Regions from separate parts of the Mus musculus genome. Here region 1 is linked to region 2. A link is a contact called in public promoter capture Hi-C data. All regions are on one chromosome and are shown on one strand. The core of a region is the stretch at or near the end of the contact, and the rest is flanking DNA. Distances in the headings are between cores, read along the strand shown. Region 1 has its middle 15 kb from the start of Tmpo. Region 2 overlaps Apaf1 (apoptotic peptidase activating factor 1).

Region 1 (2,989 bases), core at 437-2,936, 150 kb before region 2:
AAGGTAGAGTTTTCAAAAGAAAACTGGGGAGAGAATGAGCATAGGCATCAATAAAGACCTTCTTTTACAGAGGGAAATGACTGGCTCTGATTTAGCCTCCACACCCTAGGTTCTTTTCCTCATCTTTACTCGTTAGCTTGAAAATGTGTCAGTTTGTTGTTCATCTATCTTTTCCATGTTCTGTCTGCCTCTGGTTTCTGTGGTGTTTTTGAAACAGTACTTCACAATGAAGCCCTGGCCTGCCTGACCAGGCTGGTCTCTAACTTGTAGAGCTTTCTGCTTCCTGAGAGATGGGATTACAGAGATGGGATCCCAGTTGTGCACCGACAGGTCCTGCTTCCTTCCTTCCGTGTGATCGGAGGGGAGAGGCAGGGTCCTGTTCTCCTGACCCTTTACAGGACTACAGGAGTGTACCACCAATCCTGGCCAAAAAATGGTTTACTGCATAATTAAGTTGAGTCTGAACAATACGTCTATACTAATTCCCACCGTGGCTGTTTCTCCGTCCTCCGTTTGGCGACCGTAGTTAACCATGTCGGTATTTCCTGCTTGCTGCAGGTGGCAGGTGGTTTTCAAGGGTTTTATCTGTTTCTTGATACCCTGTGTAATCTGGCATACTGGGGCTAGACCTGCATGTGGCAGTGCAGAGACTTGGGCCTTTTTTCCTTTTGTAGTCACAATAAAAATGTTTGTCAGTTCTGGAGTAGTCTCGTTTTAACTGTTAGAGTTAGACTATGGACTCCTATCTATTTAAATAGAACTATGGAGCTGGTGACTACTGTATTGGACAGCTTAGCCCTAAAGGGTTGGTCTGGGTTTGGGTTCAGTTTCTTTGAAAAGAATACTTCATAAATGATGTTGTAGCCTTCCTACTGATCATTTCAGGAAATATGAATTTCCTTCAAAACTATTAAAATTAATTAATAGTTCAGCTGTTGGTCTTTTCAGTTAAGGATTTTAACAGCTGTGAATAATACTGCCTAAACCCGTGACTTTATTATAGTCACAAAGTGATGACTTCTCACCATGTGATTTGATATCTGTGACTGATTACCTCATGTTCCTGGGTAAGATCCTTAGCTGCCTTAAAGTTAAGTTCAAATAAAACAGCTAGGAAAAACTGGATTTGAGATGCGGTTTCTCTGTGTAGCCTTGGCTAGTCTGAGAACTTGCTCTGTAGACCAGGTTGGCTCAAACTCACTGATCCAAATTCTGGGATTAAAGGTGTGTAAAACCACACTGGATAACAATTTTTTTTAAAAACAATTTATATTTTTTAGAGATTTATTAATTTATTATATATAAGTACACTGTAGCTGTCCTCAGACACTCCAGAATAGGACGCCAGATCTCATTACGGATGGTTGTGAGCCACCATGTGGTTGCTGGAACTTGAACTCAGGACCTTCGGAAGAGCAGTCAGTGCTCAACTGCTGAGCCATCTCTCCAGCCCCAATAAATTTTTTTATGCTGTTTTGTTTTGTTGTGTTTTTGAGACAGGATTTTTCGATATAGTCTTGGCTGTCCTGGAATTTACTCTGTAGAACCGGCTAGCCTTGAACTTACAGTGATCCCCTGCCTCTGTCTCTTATCTCCTGAGCACTGGGATTAGAGGCATGTACCACCACTGCCTGACTTACGTATGATTTTTACATTCCTGATCACTGAATACAGTCATTACCCCCACCATACCCAAGCCTGCTGCAGGCTGTACAGTTGCTTTTCTACTGGGCTGATTCACAGCCAGATAGGTGGAGTCTAGAGTCTGCTTCCTCCCTTTGTGTCCTTTCTCTCCTCTGTCCCTAAGGAGGAGAGTTTGTGAGCATGTGATAACATCTCAAGCTTACAAATCCAGCCTGTAAACCTGGGTTCTCACGCGTGTCTCGTGCTGAGCGTCTTGGTCCTTCTAATTGTAGTTTTCCTGCATTTTATGTGTTTCAAAATAACACTAAGGCTGCTAAATGGAATCCGGTGGGGGTTTGTTTGTTTGTTTGTTTGTTTGTTTTTCATTTTTCATTACTAGGATATAAAGTAAAATACTGTGCCTAAAATATTTACGTTTTTAGGCAATAGTTTAATGGACTGCTGGAGTTTTATGTGACATAGGAAATAAAGACTATCGGTTGTTTATATTTGCTCCTTTGCATCAAACATTCCTTCCTTTCATCCATCTTAGCATTCATTCCCGAATGAAAACACTCTCCCTTGTCCCCATCCCTAGGATGGCTGCAGCCTGCATACTGAGATTTGTGGATGGGCTACACTTCTATTCAGCTACTTTGCTTTTGGTGAATGTGAGGGTTGGTTTCACTGTGGGCTCTTTAAGCCAAGACAAGCAGCCTTCTTTCTGCAGGTAGCATTTTGTCTCTGTTGATGTATGAGTGAAAGCGCTTTCTAGTTTTTGGAGTGCCTTACCAAATGTCTTTACATCACAGACCTCTACTGCAGTATTCAAGTGTGGGTAGTGAACGCTTCAGAGTAACTCAGCTCTTTATCTTTACTCTCGCTCCACGTTTACATGTTCTCTCGACCCTCCCTCTGTCCTGTGAGTCAAATCCAGCAACTCTTACATGCTGTGTACTTACTTCGAGACAGTCTCACTTTGCAGCCCAGGCTACCCTCAGGCTACTCAGCCTGGTGGCTCAGCATCCTCTGGTTTACAAGTGTGCAGCACCATGCAAGACTTGTTATATCTTACTGTAAAGTAGTACAGTATGGGGTTTTTGTTAGTGCAGATTTAAGAGCCCAGCTCCTGTACCCTCACACGCCTAAGCTCTTTAATGCATTCTGACTTATTCCTCACCTAGTAGCTTCATAGAATTCAGGGAGAAAAGAATTGTTTCCTCTACTTTTCCCCAAGATAAACCAGGACTTTTCTAGGGAACAGCTTGCTGATGATAGGTGGAACTGTGAATCTTACTTGGCCTCAAAGCATAGAATACTCACATTCTGTATATACTAGTGAGATAGTCCTCTGTGTGATTGGTGC
Region 2 (2,954 bases), core at 332-2,831:
CATATACCCAGAAGATGCTCCAACATATAATAAGGACACATGCTCCACTATGTTCTTAGCAGTCATATTTATAATAGTCAGAAGCTGGAAACAACCCAGATGTCTTTCAACAGAGGAATGGATACAGAAAATGTGGTACATTTACATAATCAAATACTACTCAGCTATTAAAAACAATGACTTCATGAAATTCACAGGCAAATGGATGGAACATGAAAATATCCTGAGTGAGTTAACTCAGTCACAAAAGAACACACAGTATGTACTCTCTGATATGTGGATATTAGCCCAAAAGTTCGGAATACCCAAGATTCATTTCACAGACCATATGAATGAAGCCCAAGAAGAAGGAAGACCAAAGTATGGATGCTTTAGTGCTTCTTAGAAGGGGGAACAAAATACTCATGGGAGGAAATATGGAGACAAAGTGAGGAGCAGAGACTGAAGGAAAGGCCATCCAGAGACTGCCCCACCTGGGGATCCATCCCATATACAGTCACCAAACCCAGACACTATTATGGATGCCAACAGATGCTCACAGCCAACTGTTGGACCGAGGGGGGGGGGTCCCCGATGGAGGAGTTGGAGAAGGGACTGAAGGGGCTGAGGGGGTTTCCAGCTCCATATGGGGAGCAACAGTGTCAACTGGCCGGACTCCCCAGAGCTCCCAGGGACTGGACTACTAACCAAAGAATACACATGGAGTGACCCATGGCACTGGCCACATATGTGGCAGAGGATGGCAGTGGGAGGAGCAGCCTTTGGGCCTGAGGGTGTTTGATGCCCCAGTGTAGAGGAATGCCAGGGCGGGAAGATGGGAGTGGGTGGGTGTGTGGGTGGGTGGGGGAGCACCCTCAGAGAGGCAGGGGGAGGAGGGATGGAATAGGAGGTTTGGTGAAGTATAGACCTGGGAAGCAGAAAACATCTGAAATGTAAATAAAGAAAATATCCAATAAAAAAAATAATAAAGAGAGCACCAATCACATGAATGAAGGTAGGGCCTTCATATCCCGATCAACTCCCTTGTTACCTTGGGGATTTAGTTAGAACCTAAGAGTCTTGAGTGGATGATAGGTGCCTTTCTTGAACTGTCTGCCTGACCCTTTCTATCCCGTCCTCTGCAAAAGCAGCCAGTCTCTTACCTGCTGAGCTCTCTTCCCCACCCCAACGCCCCTGAGCCCTGGCCTCTACCAAGCAGTGTTGAAGCCATCACTATTTTGAATTTCACAATACTCTTTCTTCAGTCGTTTGTATCTTGGTGACAGATTTTTTTTTTAAATGTCTCATTTCTCAGGTCTGTTCACGGTAGGCCCTTGTTTGATTCACATTTGCCTGACTTGGAAACATGTTTATTAAATTAATCGAAGTTAAGGGTTTAAAAGCCGGCAAACACTGTTGCTTTGATTTAGTAATGGACGTTCCGCATATTGACACGACATAGAAATTTCTGTTCACTGCTGTGTCTCAGCTGTTGGTGTTTGTTATTTTGTCCCGGTTGTTGGCACTGCTTCAACTCTTCCCTCTCTCTCGTGGCTCAGAGCGTCTCCCCCGAGCCACATGTGACTTACAGTGCCTACTGCTTCTTCTTGGACACTGAGAACTACGTTAAGGGCTATCTCCGACTTGGGCAGCTCAGAAGCTCCGTGATCCATTGTCACATGTCTCCGGCTCACTGACCTTTCTGGGCGGTTTTCCTGGCAACAGTCTGCAGTATTACCCGGTTTGTAGGCTTGCAAATCTGCAGATATATAATTGGGACAGTTTTCTCTGGAAAATTTAATCAGATGGTGAGCTCACTGGCATATTGTAGTTTTTTTTTTTTTTTTTCTATCTTGTGGTTTAATTAACTACTCTCTAAGCAACTGAAGAAAACAAATTTTATTTAGGAGGAAAGTGTTTTATTTTGTCCCCCGTATCAAGCTAATTAACTTCAACTTTTTCTCTTTGTGGAACACGGAGACAGTATTCTTTGTTCCTTCTCTGTTTGAAACACTGTGACAAGAATTAAGACTACATACTCTTTCCAGTGGGATGTTACTGGGGAAGGTTGTAACAGACTTATTTCTTTGCTATGAAGGTATGGAATTGGCAGACAGGGGACTATGTATTTTTGCAAGCCCACCAGGAAACGGTAAAGGACTTCAGGCTCCTCCAAGATTCAAGATTGCTTTCTTGGTCATTTGATGGAACGGTGAAGGTAATTCACATACTAGATTTTTAAAAAAATGGTTTGTTGTCTTTTAAACTATTTTGAAAATATTCTTTAAGTTTATTTATTTATTTATTTTTACTATGAGTGTGAGTGTGTGACTTGTATGAATCTGTCTGTGGACCCTGTGTGTGTGTGGTTGGTGTCCTCAGAGGTCAGAAGAGAGCGAGGACCATCGGATCCTCTAGAACTGGAAATACAGATACTTGTGAGCGGGGTGCTGAGAACTGAACCTAGGTTTTCTTGAAGAGCAGTTAGTGATCTTAGTTCCTAGGCTGCCCTTCCAGACCCAAATACCAGATTTGAATGTATGTATGTATGTGTGTGTATATGTATGTATGTATGTATGTGTATGTTATTTTGAAGCAGGGTCTCACTATATAGCCCTGGTTGGTCTGGAACTTGATATGTAGATCAGGCTGGTCTTGAACTCACAGAGATCCACCTGCCTCCTGAGTTTCTGGGACTTAAGGCATGTGCATCACCATACCCAGCCCCAGGTTGTTCTTTTAAAGAAAACATTCGGATCGTGCAGTAATTATAAGTGTGACAGCTTTAAAGCACATGAATGATAAGTAATTAAATGAAAAAAAAATCAGTATTGTGCCTGTTTTCTATTCAGTGTGGTCACCTTCATCTGTTATATGTTTGTAAGCATTTACGATAAAGGAAGCTTAAGCGATCAGAACAGCTACTATTCTAAAACTTGGTTTTTTTGGGGGGGGGGCTATGTTTTGAAGCTGAT

The links. Capture Hi-C pulls out chosen DNA fragments and counts their contacts.
Region 1: a promoter capture Hi-C map of adipose tissue shows a contact between it and region 2. The contact joins two enhancer-like sites. A contact is called at or near these places in 2 of 484 Hi-C or Micro-C datasets (Th2 cells and neutrophils), 2 of 115 datasets of contacts at active chromatin or transcription factors (extraembryonic endoderm stem cells and intestinal villus epithelium) and 3 of 9 other capture datasets (adipose tissue, liver and pancreatic islet).

The regions. Positions count from the first base shown.
Region 1 is chr10:91,155,263-91,158,251 of GRCm38.p6, reverse strand. It overlaps a transcript of Tmpo not described here. Among named protein-coding and RNA genes, the nearest start is that of Tmpo, 15 kb to the left of the region's middle. Within about 2 kb of position 1,686, at least 62 of the 459 cell types and tissues checked have an H3K27ac peak or open chromatin away from gene starts, as enhancers often do. A contact at or near this core is called in adipose tissue, where this site is marked.
Region 2 is chr10:91,000,253-91,003,206 of GRCm38.p6, reverse strand. It overlaps Apaf1 (apoptotic peptidase activating factor 1), which reads left to right. Exons shown (of 27, transcript NM_009684.2): 23 at 2,078-2,197. Among named protein-coding and RNA genes, the nearest start is that of Apaf1, 81 kb to the left of the region's middle. Within about 2 kb of position 1,581, at least 22 of the 459 cell types and tissues checked have an H3K27ac peak or open chromatin away from gene starts, as enhancers often do. A contact at or near this core is called in adipose tissue, where this site is marked.